Regions from separate parts of the Gossypium hirsutum genome. Here region 1 is linked to region 2. Evidence: chromatin contacts called from public Hi-C data. All regions are on one chromosome and are shown on one strand. Each heading gives the region's core, a stretch centred on a gene start, on an enhancer-like site or on the middle of the called end of the contact. The rest is flanking DNA. Distances are from core to core; before and after follow the strand shown.

What was found. A called contact is a pair of places that touch in the nucleus more often than the background predicts.
Region 1: a contact with region 2 is called in a Hi-C map of leaf, with 6 times the contacts expected there. The contact joins the promoter of LOC107955702 here to the enhancer-like site in region 2. A contact is called at or near these places in 9 of 34 Hi-C or Micro-C datasets (anther, hypocotyl and leaf).

Annotation. Positions count from the first base shown.
Region 1 is chrA07:84,806,691-84,814,094 of Gossypium_hirsutum_v2.1, reverse strand. LOC107955702 (60S ribosomal protein L18a) reads right to left here and starts at 5,513. Exons shown (of 4, transcript XM_041116944.1): 1 at 5,307-5,513; 2 at 5,077-5,192; 3 at 4,913-4,976; 4 at 2,679-3,203. The coding sequence starts at 5,321. The coding sequence ends at 2,862. LOC107955701 (protein VACUOLELESS1) reads left to right here. Exons shown (of 15, transcript XM_016891497.2): 15 at 105-492. The coding sequence ends at 269.
Region 2 is chrA07:84,572,358-84,579,098 of Gossypium_hirsutum_v2.1, reverse strand. No RefSeq gene overlaps it. Among protein-coding and RNA genes, the nearest start is that of LOC107956417, 17 kb to the left of the region's middle. Within about 2 kb of position 2,133, at least 1 of the 9 cell types and tissues checked has an H3K27ac peak or open chromatin away from gene starts, as enhancers often do. A contact at or near this core is called in leaf, where this site is marked.

The DNA.
Region 1 (7,404 bases), core at 4,264-6,763, 230 kb before region 2:
TATTTAATCGATCTGCAAGTGATATTGTTTCTGATTAGAGTAGATGTAATAAAATTTTATCGTTATATCCTTGCTCAAGATCTGTCTATGGTTATGACTGACAGGCATATGCTAGGATTGGCATGGCCAAAGAAGCTGCTGATGCAGCTTCTCAAGCAAAAGATGGTGAATTGCTGGGTAGATTGAAATTAACATTTGCACAAAATGCAGCAGCTTCCTCACTTTTTGACACTCTTCGGGATCGATTGTCATTCCAAGGTGTTTCATAGTTATATATATATAGATGATCACATTAACGTTGTCATCATTATAAATGCAAATGATTTTGCAGTTTCAGGTATTGTTGTGTATATTCTTTTGCTTGTTTTAAGGTAGAAAAGCTAGTGTTGTGGGAACATTTATGAAGAGAAATAGAGATTGCAGATTGAGTGTAACAGACAATAAATTTGTGAGTGTTGCCTTGGTGCAAGTAGTCTAAATCTTTTCCAGTGAGATTGCTTCAATGTTATAGAAGTATTGGATGGGATGCTATGATGCGAGGCTCGCTGGTCTTGAGTTTATCTTTTGCCTATAGGTGATATTGTGTTGCAGTTAATTGTCTAGGGAAAATATCATGTCACCCTTGACAACAGAGTAGCGATCAGTTGTGGCACCGTTCATAGTTTGCTGTCGAAAAGGACCTCATTTCAGCTCCAATGACACCTCAAGTACCAGTCTTTCCTTGGACTACAACCCCTATCAAAGCTCATAAAAGAACTTGTGAATTTGGTCATCTTCTAAACCCGAATCAGTGATTGAACTGATGGTTTATAAGGTGTGAATTAGGATTCAGCCCCTACTCTTATGGTTTAAGGTGTTGAAAGGCTCGGTCTATCATGAGAAAATTGAAATATTAAAATTGATTCTTTTTATTTGTTTATTATATTTAGCAGAACACTCTCGATATATGGAGAAGATAAAATTATTTGGAAATTCGATTTCAACGTCGCTTCTCCATTAAAAATGTTTATGCCCTCCTTTTATCAATTAGTTCAACCACTCACGTCGATATGCTTGTCATTTTTCTCTGGAAAAACTCCATAATTTGTCTCCCACCTAAGGATCTGCTCTCCAATGCTGATAATCTCTGTCCTTTTTGCAAGCTTTTTAGAGAATCTACGAAACACCTGTTCCTTGAATGATGTTTTGCTTGGGCTGTCTGGTTCGACACTCCTTTTGTCCTCTGATCTTTTGCCCTCCAAATTCCTCCTTTTATCTTCATAGTTTCGTCAATGGCTTGACTCAAACAACATTGATTCTCTTTAACTCGAGGCAACTTTACACTTACATGTTTTGTACCCTTTGGATAATTTGGAATCAAGGACTGAACTCATCTTTTGGATGGCTGAACCCTCACCAATAGGGCAATTCCCAAGATTCAAAGCCTGCACGATTCTCTAGACATTTCGCAAAATCATCAGTCAAGGAATCAAGCTCCTGAGACAGGTGCAAATTCCCTCTCCACATTGCAATGTCAATTGCAGGCGAAATAACATGACTGGTGGAGCTACTATCGTTCAGGATTATAGCGGTTTTCAGATTTTGTCCATTGGAAGCTTCAATTTTGTCAACAAAATTCAGGCCAAGTTTCTCACTCTCCATTCTATTCTTACTCTAAAAAATCATAATATTTCTTCACGTAAGTTTCTTGGAAGTGACAAAAATGGTTGAATATCATTCGTGAACGCACTAAAGTAGGATGAAATCTCCAACGAACACTTGATAATATCAAGCACCTCCTCCACTCTATCCACATTCATAACGGGCTAATGGGTAATAGGTATCTATGCTAGTTTTTCGTGGTGTTAACCAGATTTGTAACCAAAAAAAAAAATTGTCTATTATATAAAAAAAATAAAAACTGAAGCCTAGAACTTCATCGTCAGGGTAAATTTTTCAAGTTTCTTAGGTGGTGCTGAAGCCTAGAACTTCCTCGTTTACGTTCATTGGTTCTTTTTTCTCGTCCAGTACAACCACAATTTTCGAGTATCTTTCATTCTCCATTTTTGTTCACCCTTCACTGGTTCTCGTGAGGTCAAGATGCACTACAGGTTGCAGATCCACCATACGTAGAGATGAACCAAGTGGATGCTTTTTGGCCGAACTAAGCCAAAAGTTTAAACACATCAGTTTTTTCAAGCTTTTCCGCATAAACCAGTTCTCGATTTTAGACTAATTATTGGTTCTCTCAAATTCCCACATTTTCTGGTTTTGATGCAATAGTTCTCTCAAATCCTTCAAATGCTAGGATCCACACTAATGCAGATATTTAAAGACAATAAAAAGTCCGAAGAAAATAAAAAAGATAAATATCAAAATTATATTTTAATTTTGATTTAATATGTAACTACATACATAAATTTTAATTTGTACAATTTTATACATGAATCAAATTATTGATACAATTAGTAGTATTGCATCATTTTATATTATATTACACAAAAATATTTATATCTACCCCATTTAAAAATAAATTGATACATTTCTTTCTTTAAAATTAAAGTTCTATGTATATATTTAAATTACAACCAAAATTTCAAATAAATTCACCAAATTAAAGTTAATATCAAATTGCACAATAAAATGTAACCGCACCATGCATTGCAGATGCATTATACAGATCATTCACCAACTAGAAATTAGCAAATTCACCATGTTCATTAAATTAAAAAGTAAAGTCATCAAAACACAATCTTCGAAACATAAAAGAACTATAAAAGTTAATATAGAGTGTTCAAAATTTGATAACCCCTCTCAATCTAACAAGGGAAGTAATCAAACTATAAGGCATTAGACCTATCACCACCAGCCATGAAAGACAACTACATAAACAAGTTGGGTTTGGTTGCCTTGTATGTCGTCTTGAGCTTCCTAGTTGGTGGCCTGACCTTCTTGGATACCAGTGGGAATTTGATTTTGGAGTTGTGGAACTGCTTGGTGCTGTCCCTCTTGCAAAGTTTTGCTGGGATGGTAGCTGTCTTGATGATTTGAATACAAGGAAACCTCACCCGGTGACGAGACGCCATCTCAGTGTACATCTGTTCTACAGCACCATTGAGGGTTGTGTCTCGGTATTCCTTGTACATATTGTGATAACCAGTTTGACTTTGATATCGCAGCCAAATGCCATAGTTCTTGATCTTGGTAGGGTTTTTCTCAAAGATCTGCAATCAAAAACATTTATTGCGAGAAAAAAATTGGTTTCATGGTAATTTAGGAACAATGCATCATTCTCTTTAAAATAACAAAGGAACACAAGTGAGCCAGCATCAAAGCACAAATGCATTGCTACAAGGTTTGACACTAATTTAAGGTATAAAGCACGGGTAAATATGTAAGCATGTTGTCTACTCTACTCAACTACTCTGTTACCCGGACTTGGCAGTTAGGGGTGTTGTACCGGTGTCAACACGATCCAACATGGATTCCAACACTGGAAACGGATCAGATCCAGCAAAAATCAACGGACACAATGCAGGGAGAACTGAGGGAAAAAAAAACAGGAGGAAAGGAAAAAGAAAGGTGTATACACAGCAGAGGCGATGACGTCGGCCATCGACGACTTCTGACAAAGAAATTGCTGGAGGAAAAGGAAAAAAAATCTGCTAAGTAAAGCCCCAGCAGCAGGCGGCATAGCGAAGAAGACTAATGTTGTGACTTTTCACTTTTCTAGGGGTTTTTTATAAAATTTTTGACGCCGGTCCAGACTCCAGACCAGCCCATTATTTTATAATTCACAATGGGCCAAAAGTTAAAGCTTAAAAAGAAAAAGAAAAAAAAAACACCTTTCAAAAGAAAAGCAAAGCTGGAAATAAATTAGGTTATAAGAGGCATGAAAAAAATTATATTTTTTAAATGGGAGACTCCGTGTCCGACTTTTGGATAGTGTCCCCGACTCCCCTGTTTTGAGATTTCAAGAATTACTGTGCCCGAAACTTGGATCCTTACCCCTGTCCCTAGTCTCATTCACATAGCTCAACTGTCCCACCTCCAAAACATCCAAACTCCCGGTACAAGAGAGTTTTAAGAAGTATTTTCGTTTCTCAAAATCTAAGGTTTTATCTTCACTCACAGTGGTACTTCATTCTGGTGGCATCAAATGACATATACCAGGCTCAGATGAATAACTAAATACCATCCATGATTAGATCTAAGGCTATTCATTTAGCATGATGCTTCTTTTAAATCCAATCAAACTGATTGATCAAAACATGTTTCTAGATGAAGACCATTTCAAGCTCAAGTATGTGAAGATAATTTTTTTTAAAAAAAATAGAACATTTCTTATCCAATATGCAACACTTAAAACACACACAAAAATTAACTCGGGTGGCTTAAAATGTCTAATTCCATATACATGGAAATGGTGAAACATCATTCCCTCTTGAGAAACAAGATCTGGCTAAACTAAACCGAGAGGATAGAACATAAGCCTACCATGTTTAGCAGTGACAACTCTACATCTAGTATATGGTAAACAAAGCAATCAAATTAAGAAAGATATTAATGCTTAAAATGCTTTCTCTTCTAAAATAAACAATGAACCAAAAATCAATGTGTTTTATTTACAACACCTTTTCTCTTAAAATATAGGCATAAGAGAACCTCCAAGTTAAAATTATGTGATTAGGCCAACATTTTTTGCTTTTCCCCCTCTTTTCTTAAACACCTTGTATGTCATAATGCAGTAACTCCCAATTATGAATGAACAGAGTAACTGTAATCTTTCATCATTAATCAACACAACTAAATAGTAGAAGTTAATGAACAATATAATATAAGGTTCCTATATGATAAAATGCAATGCAATTAACTTGCTTAAGCCATACACTAATGGGGGGTTCAAAGTTGAAGAACAAGTAAGGTTGAATACCTCATTGATGGCCAAAACTTGTCCATTGCTTTTCTTCACCTTCTTCAGCTTCCTCAAAAAATACCTAAACATGGAACCAAAATTAAAATTCCAATCCCCTATCTCATCAAGGAAATCAAAACAAACGAAATCAGGAATTATCAGCAAATTGCAAATTTACAGACCAAAACTTGGATTTGGCACGGACTTCGTTAGTGGCCCAAAGCTTCATACGGTAAATCTTGGGATGCTCATCTGCGTCTGTAGGAAGACCTCTGCCCACCACTTGGTATTGATGAAACTGTTTTTTTTTTCAAAGAAAAATCAAAAATCAAAAATCAAAACCCAAAATCCCATCACCATTTTCTCAACAAAAAAAATGGAAAAAGAAAAGAAAATAGAAATTTGAACTTACCCTAAAAGCAACCATTTTGGGATACAGAAGAAGAGAAGCTGCGGCTCACTAGTTTGGTTTGGTTTCCTGGTTTCTCCCTTTGCTTCTCTCTCTGAATAAAAAACCCTGATAATACTTTCTTTTTAAGTTGTTGGGGCTTAACTGGGCCTTAGTACCTCATCCACCCAAATTCTAACTTTTTATAGAAGGCCCATCTTCCAATATTTTTCCGGTGCTGTGGTAGAAGGGTGAGATGGCTCGGTTCGGTTCTGTTTTTTAGTTTTTTAATTGAGTTGGAGTATTTGATTTTTTTTTGTTTTTTTCATTTTTCAAAGCAAACTCAACCAATTAACATAAGAAACCGGTTATTATCGAACCATACTTAATTGGTACGGATTTCAAGTTTTTATATTGTTTTTCAGATTTTAGCTTTTGGATTTTACTTAGATAAATTTATTTTTGGATTTGGACTTTTCAACTTTAATTAGATAAATTTATCTTTGTTTTATGTTTTTTAAACACTATTTAACAAATTTTTTTCAATTATACATAAAACCTTAATTAATAAATTTATATGAAAAATAAATTGTAAAATTTATAATTATAAATATTTGTTAAAAATCTAATTAAACCTTAATTTAATTACTCTCGATCTTCATTGAACATAATCAAATATTAAATCATTTATATTTTAGAACTCTCAACGTGTAATGATAGTTCAACTTGGAAATGTTAATTGATAACCAAAATTTTAAAAGTTTTAACAATAATAATAATTGAAGAATAAATACAGTACGTATTAAGTATAACTGAGATGAACACTTGAATTCTTATAAATTTTAATAATAATAATAATAAATAAACAATGAATTTGTGAGAGGTTGACACTCAAATTAGATTTAGGGTTTATTTTTTTTAATTATAGGATATGTAAAAGCATAATAAAAGTTATTTTTAGAATTTAAAAGCAATGGGTTTTGTTTTAGGTTCTAAATGGGTTTTTGTTTTGGCCTTATATGTTCAAAAAATATTGGCTTTTTTTTTTTTGAAAATTTTAAACTTTCTTTTTTTTTTTGGATTTTTCGGTGTCCAATGAAATAAACTGAAACAAAATCAAATTGATGTGGTTCAATGACATTATCTAACCGAAACTGAACTATAAAAAAATTGAATTATCGGTTCAACTCAATTTGGTCGATTTTTTGCTCAACCCTCCTAGGTAGTGGAAAATTTTGACTTGAGATTTTGTAATGTGCAATTGAGTTGTATTTTAAAAAAAAAAATTAAAAAAAATATGTGACAAAATCTCAACCTCGCTTGTGGAATGAGAATTTTTCACTGTCTGTGTACCAAATAATTACCCTTATTTTTTAATACAAATTATTAACGATAATTTTATTTAAAAAATTTTACTATTACAAATATAATACGGTGTATAAATAAATATTCAAACAATTAGTATGTAAAATCAAATTAGTACAAAGTCAACAAACGAGAAATTGAAAAGAAATGGACAAAATTTATCCATGGCATATGGACTGTGTTTGGTGCAATTGTAAAAAAATATATATTGTATTAATTTTAAAAATACATATTACATTAAAGTTCATACTAATTAACTAATAAGTGTTGTGTATAATGAGAAGACATATTGTTGTCTTAGTGAGAGAACTCGAGTTCAAACACTAAAGATAATATTATCGAGAAATCAATCACAGATCCCCAAAATATTAGTTTTCATAAACTATAAAAGAAACATGAATGATACTTTGATCAAATCCAAAATAAATCAAACTAACTAAAATTTAGTTTATATTTTGGCTTAAATACTTGTTTGGTATTTGAACTTGACACTAACTTTAACTTGATACTTATGGTTTTTTTTTTCTTTTATTCCAGCTTAGTATTTGAATTTTTTTAGCCAATGGTTGTAATGTAATAACAAAAAATGACGTGATAGTATAAGATTATTATATGTGACAACGTCACATCATTTACCTTGAAAAAATAAAAAAACTTTAAAAATTATTAATTTATAAATAATTTTAATAATAAAAATAATATATTGTAAGATATTTTCCTCTTTTAACCCTTTTTTTTCCTCCATTGACAAAAAAAA
Region 2 (6,741 bases), core at 884-3,383:
TCAAGAATAGTAGCAATATTTTCTTATTTAAAAAATAGTAATTTTTCCCATTTAATATCATATGTATATGCAAAAGTGAAGAGGCTATTGATTTAATGTTGGAATAAACATTTCCCTCCATTTGATCCACTAAATCTGTTCATAAAAGAAATAGAAAATCCCAAAATCAACAGATTCAAAAGATTTAGTTAATTAATAAATTTTAAAACTAAAAAACCTTAAATGAGCAATGTGAAAGAAGGAGCTGGTTAAGGGGTTATTGTCGTTCGACGTCCAATTACCAGATCTTGACTTGGGTCTTATAAGTGGCGTCGTAGCCATGGGGTCTCCATCCTACCCATTTTCTTCTTCTTCAAACTTTTCTTCGTCACTTGTTTCGTAGTTGTTTTGGCTTCGCAAGAAAAGAACATGGGGAACAAAGCTTGCAGGTAGGAAGAGAAAAAAAAAAAGGTAATGGGCCAAGAAGGAAGCTGAATGAGCTGGCAAAATTTTGTGATGTGGAAAATTATTTTTACATCACTATTGAATATCAATCATGATTGACGTGGTAGGAATAATTTACAATCGGTTTGTTGATGCACTTCTATTTAAATCCAAAAATAATAAGGACGAGTGTACGATAGTTTGTAGCATTAATTTTTGGTACACTGATAAATTTTGTTTTACAGTTTTTTTCCACTATAATAATAATAATAATAATTATAATTATTACTATTATAAGTTAAATTTAGCTGTTAATATTTCAAAAAGACTTAAATTGTTATTTTTTAACAAAAATGTTGATTAAAATATTCTTTAATGATGTTGATGTGTCAACTTGTGTAGTAGTCTATATGCACTTCTTTCTGGCATGATATTGTTTGTCATATATACATGTTAATAAATATTTTAAAAGTTATAAAAATATTCAAAAATAAAAGAGTATAAAAGCTTCATAAAAATTCAAAAAATAGCATGAAGTACACTTAGATTGCAATGTGGGCTACAATGTTTACAAATTTAACGTGTTAGTTAGTATTTCTATTAAAAAAAATCAATTCAATTCTTTTTAAAAGGTTGATGATCAAAATTAATTTTTTTAAAAGGTTGAGTGTCAAATTTAATTTTAAAAAAGGACCAAATTGACAAATAAATGAAAGATCTATGGGCTAAAGTTGTAAGAATGCCTTACATTTTCTAATTAGTATTTAGTTTAATCATAATATCTTTTTTGAAGGTAAAGCAATATTATTAACGAAAAAACAAAAGTAAACAAACCAATATAGTTTAAGGGTACAACAAACAAAAGTTTAAGGATTAAAAAAAAGTAAAATAAATAAATAAAGGGTTAAAATAATTTTTTATATAAAATTAGAGGATCAAATAAGCACTTATTAAAATCTAATTTATACAATTTGTCTATTTTTTAAATATTATAATTTTTTTCTCAAAAAAGAAAAAGAAAAAGAAATACTATCATTTCAACCAATGTTTTTAGTATTATACGTCTACGTCCCAATATTCACCTGTCTTTTTGGGAAATAAAACAACACAATACTCATTGTTTAAATTAATTAGATAAGGATTATATTTAATATAATGAAAATAATTTGGTATACAATTAATGAAGTTTTTAGAATCCACAAGTAGTCAAAGAGTTGACTATTAAGGAATTAATGGTTGTGGCTGTTAGCAGTTAGTTTGCTTGTATAGTTAGCAGTTCGTTAGTCTGTTACTGATCAGTTGTTGTTAATCAGCTGCTAACTATGGCTTGTATATATATTGTTGGATATTGCTTTGTTGATACATAGGAAAGAATTACTCATTCTTGTTCTCTAAGGTATGCTTCTCAATATGGTGTCCAGATAGTTCTGTGTCTGCTATTGCTTCATCTCAGTTCCAGCGTCACGAATCTTCAGTCCCAGTAGTACGCTATCCGTCCGATCTTCACTCTGCTAGGTCTGCTTCCTCAGGGTCTGCTACCATTCAGCCTCGTCCAGCTGCTACTATGTTGTCTCCCATTCAGCTAGTAGTACTCGGGTTTCTCCTTCTCCTGCTGAGGTCTCTCCACCAGCCTCTTAAATGGTGTCCAGTAGTGTTCCGGTTGATGAGTCAATTCCTACTCCTCCTGTCAACACTTACCCCATGCAGACCCGGTCCAAGAGTGGAATTTTCAAACCTCGTGTCTTCTCAGTAGAGATTGGTGTTTCTGAACCGACTACAATTGAGGAGGCTTTGTCATCTAAGGAATGGGCTCTAGCAGCTAAAATGCATTATTTAGAAATCAGACATGGGACTTGGTTCCCTTACCTGCCAACTGGAGAGCTGTGGGGTGCAAATGGGTGTTTAAGCTCAAAAGACATGCCGATGGTTCAATAGCCCGATACAAAGGACGTTTGGTGGTCAAAGGGTATCTTCAGGAAGCTGGCATTGACTTCCATGAGACTTTTAGTCCGGTTGTTAAGCCAACAACCATTCGTGTTGACCTAACGCTTGCTGTAAAGTTTTGTTGGCATCTCCGGCAGCTCAACATCGACAATGCCTTCCTTAATGGTGATTTGTCCGAAGAAATTTACATGGTTCAACCTCCTGGTTTTGAACAAAATCATGGTGATCAACCTTTGGTCTGCAAACTCAAGAAGGCTCTATATGGTCTTAAGCAGGCTCCCCGAGCTTGGTTTTCTAAGTTGAGAGACTTCCTACTCATGTCCTAGTTTGTTTTGACAAAATCAGACAGCTCTTTGTTTGTTCGAAAAACTAAGGATGTTTGTCTCTATGTCCTTGTTATGTGGACGACATCATTGTTACTGGGAATAACAAAGGTAGCATTGATGAGTTTGTCACAATTTTGAATAAAACATTTTCCTTGAAAGACTTGAGGCATCTTTCTTATTTCCTTGGAATTAAGGTTCTTCCTACTACTGAAGGGCTATTTTTAAGTCAGCAGAAATATGTGCTTGATCTTCTACGGAGAGCCAAGATGGATCAAGCGGCAGGTTCACCTACGCCCATGGTCACCTCCTGTGTTTTGTCTCTCCATGTTGGCAGTGCAGTGGAGAATGCCTCGGATTACAGAAGTATTGTGGGTGCATTACAGTACGTGGTCATCACCAGGCCTGATATTGCCTTTGTTGTCAATAAGGTTTACCAGTTCATGCATCAACCTTTAGATCAACACTTTAAGGCTGTGAAACGTATTCTTTGGTACCTTTAGAACACCATGGATTATGGACTGCATTTCACTAAAGCTGCCAATCTGGATTTAGTAGGGTACTCAGATGATAATTGGGGAATCGATGTGGATGATAGACGATCTACTACGGGGTTCTGTGCGTTTCTCGGAGGGAGTCCAGTTGCCTAGGGATCCAAGAAACAAAAAGTAGTCTCCAGGTCCACTGCTGAAGAAGAATATCGTGGCCTTGCTCACACTGTCACTGAAATGGTTTGGCTTGATTCTCTCCTCTCTGAGCTACATATCTCTTCTACTCGCAAAGCTGCTGTTTGGTGCGATAACTCTGGAGCTGTTGCTGTTTCTGCTAATCCAGTTCTTCATTCGAAATTCAAACATGTCGAATTAGATCTCTTATTTGTCAGGGAAAGAGTTGCTGTTGGACTATTGCAAGTAGGACATGTTATTGCTCAAGAGCAAATAGCTAATGTATTCACTGAGCCTTTGTCTGGCCTTTGTTTACAAAGTTCAGGTCATGTCTCAAGCTTATTGCTAAACCTGGTCAGTCAGCAGTCATGAGAAAGCTGGAGGCATATTAAGGAATTAATGGTTGTAGCTGTTAGCAGTTAGTTTGTTTGTATAGTTAGCAATTCGTTAGTCTGTTACTGATCAGTTGTTGTTAATCAGCTGCTAACTATGGCTTGTATATATATCGTTGGATATTGCTTTGTTAATACATATGAAAGAATTACTCATTCTTGTTCTCTAAGGTGTGCTTCTCAATATTGACAAGTGTGCTACATGGTTATAGTAAAATATTAAAAAAAAAGACATATTTCAATTTTTTAAAGCTACTCGAGGAATAAAAAAAGTACACTACTATCAGTGTATCAAATACTATCCCGTAATATAATAATATTGTATAATTTTATACACTATCAATAAATTACGAGAAAATATTTGGCATACTAGTAGTGAAGTTTTAACACTCCACAAGCAAAGTCAAGGGATTGACAAGTGTCCTATAGAGAGGTTTAGTAAAATATTTAAAAAAAATACATGACAACACACTTTGAGTTTACCAAATATTAACCCTTAAATTATATAATAATATATTATGGGTAATTATGTGGTGCACATGTGATGTAAATTTTTAACTCCACAAGCGAGGTTAAGATTTTGCCATATGTCATATTTATTTATTTTAAAAATTTTTAAATACAACTTAAGGAAACATGAAAAAATCTTAATCCAGTTGTAGAGTTAAAAGTTTCCACCACCAGTGTATCAAAATTATTAAATTTAAAAAAAAATACAATACTTGTCATCGTTTATTTTACTAATAAAACATAAATTTATGAGAAAATATTTGATACATTTTTATTGGAGTTTTTAAACTCCATAAAGCAGGGTTAAGAGATTGATAAGTATCCTACAGGGTATAATAAATTATTAGAAAATATATATTTTAAAAAAATGATACATGTCAATTTTTTAAGGTTAATTGTAGAATAAAAAAAATATATTGCTAGTGTACTAAATACTCACTCTAAATTTATAGGTATCAATATATGAAATATAAATCCAATACTGGCTAATATATTAAATAAGCCCTTGAATTTTGTTATCTTATTTAAATAAAGTCTTTATATGTAAGCCATTTAAATTTACTTGGTACCCGAATAAGCTTTTAAACTTATATACAATATAATAGATTTTCTTTGTTAATTTATATTTTAATATTACTTAATCTTTCAGTTAGCTTGTAATTAATTACACTTATATACATAAGTAAAGTCAAAATTCTTTTGAGGGTTGGAATTAAGTAATATATTTTTATGAAAGTAAAAATATAATTTTATCTTTTTAATAGTCTATATCTTTATAATTTTTAAAAGAACAACTAAAAAAGTTATATTTTTTAGTGTCAATGTACAATTTTATCATCTACTAATTTAAAATTTATAAATTATAAAGGAGCTAAAAGTGTAAAATTTCATTTCTGCCCTGCCCGCTCGCCTATGCTTACATGTTCTTTTTCTTAATTTATTTTCCTCTATTCCAAAGTGGCCATTCATGTAGTGGTGAACTCTTCCTACGTAGCTACGAGCTCAACTAAAGTTGGAAGCTCAAGCAAGTCTGCTAGCTCCATGGTTGCGAGCTTAACTAAAGTTGCGAGCTCATTAAAGTGTGAGCTATTATGTGTTGTTGGCGAACCCACCTGACGTATTTCAAGAAGGGTTTGCATATGCTGGTAATGGTTTTTTTTTTGTATTAGTCTACTTGCTAAGATCACTTGTTAGATAAGCAGAGTTAGTATTGATTTAACTTTTTAGATTCTGACTTTTACCTAATCAGTTTATGTATAAGTTATATCTTTGTATTTTTAAGGTGTATTAGTAGGGTAGTTGACTTACTTGTAATCACTACACCCGTATATATATATATTGTATTTCTTGTTGAATGAAAAAAGATGAGAAAATTTGATAGCAGTAAAAAATTATGCTAAGTATTTTTCTTTGTTTTCTCTATATTTTGTTCCCTCAACTTCTCTAAACTCTTAACAATTGGTATCGAGAGCCTTAGCCTTCGAGAGACTTCTGAGTGTTTTTCTTGTTGAACAAAGAGTGTTGTTTCTATCTTGTTTTTATTGCAATGTCATCTAGAAGCTTTACACCACCTCTACCTCCACCTCCTATCTTTTCTGGAGAGAACTACCATATTTGGGTAGTGAAGATGAATACGTATCTTTAGGCATATAACTTGTGGGAAGTTGTTGTTTCAGATAGATAATCACCACCTTTGTGAGCTAACCCAACGATAGCTCAAATTAGACAATATAGCAATGAAGCTGTTAAGAAGTATAATGCTTTGTCCTGCCTTTAGAATGGTGTGTCTGATGTAATTTTCATGAGAATTATGGCTTGTGAAACTCCCAAACAAGCTTCGAATAAGTTGAAGGAGGAGTTCTAGGGGACTGAGAAGATAATATAACAACAATTTTTGAATTTGAGGAGAGACTTTGAGAACCTGAAGATGAAGGAAACTGAAATAATCAAGCAGTATGCAGACATGATCATGTCCATTGTCAACAACATAAGGTTTCTTGGTGATCAGTTCAGTGATCGAAGGGTTGTTGAAAAAGTCATCACAACACTGCCAGAGAAGTATAAGTCCAAGATCTCATCCTTGGAGGACTCGAGAGATTTAACAACTATCTCTCTGTCAGAGCTCATAAATTTTCTATATGTGCAGGAGCAAAGAAGAGCGGATAGAAAAGAAGGGCACATAGAAGGTGCTTACCAAGCGAGAAACAAGGAAACTCCATGCTCTTCAAGCAACAAAGGCAAGAAGAAATGGAATCAAGCAAGAGGAAGGCCAAAAAGAGATGGTGAAAAGAAAAAGTATCCACCATGCTCGAATTTTTAAAAGATGGGTCATTCAGAAAAGTTTTATAAAAAACCTATAAGCAATTTGGCCACGATTTCAAAATTTGTAAAAAAAAAAGTGTAACAATAACATCAGCAATTTAATTAGGCTCAAGCTCTGAAGAAAATCAAGCTCAGGAGGAGCTCGCATTCACTGCTTCATGC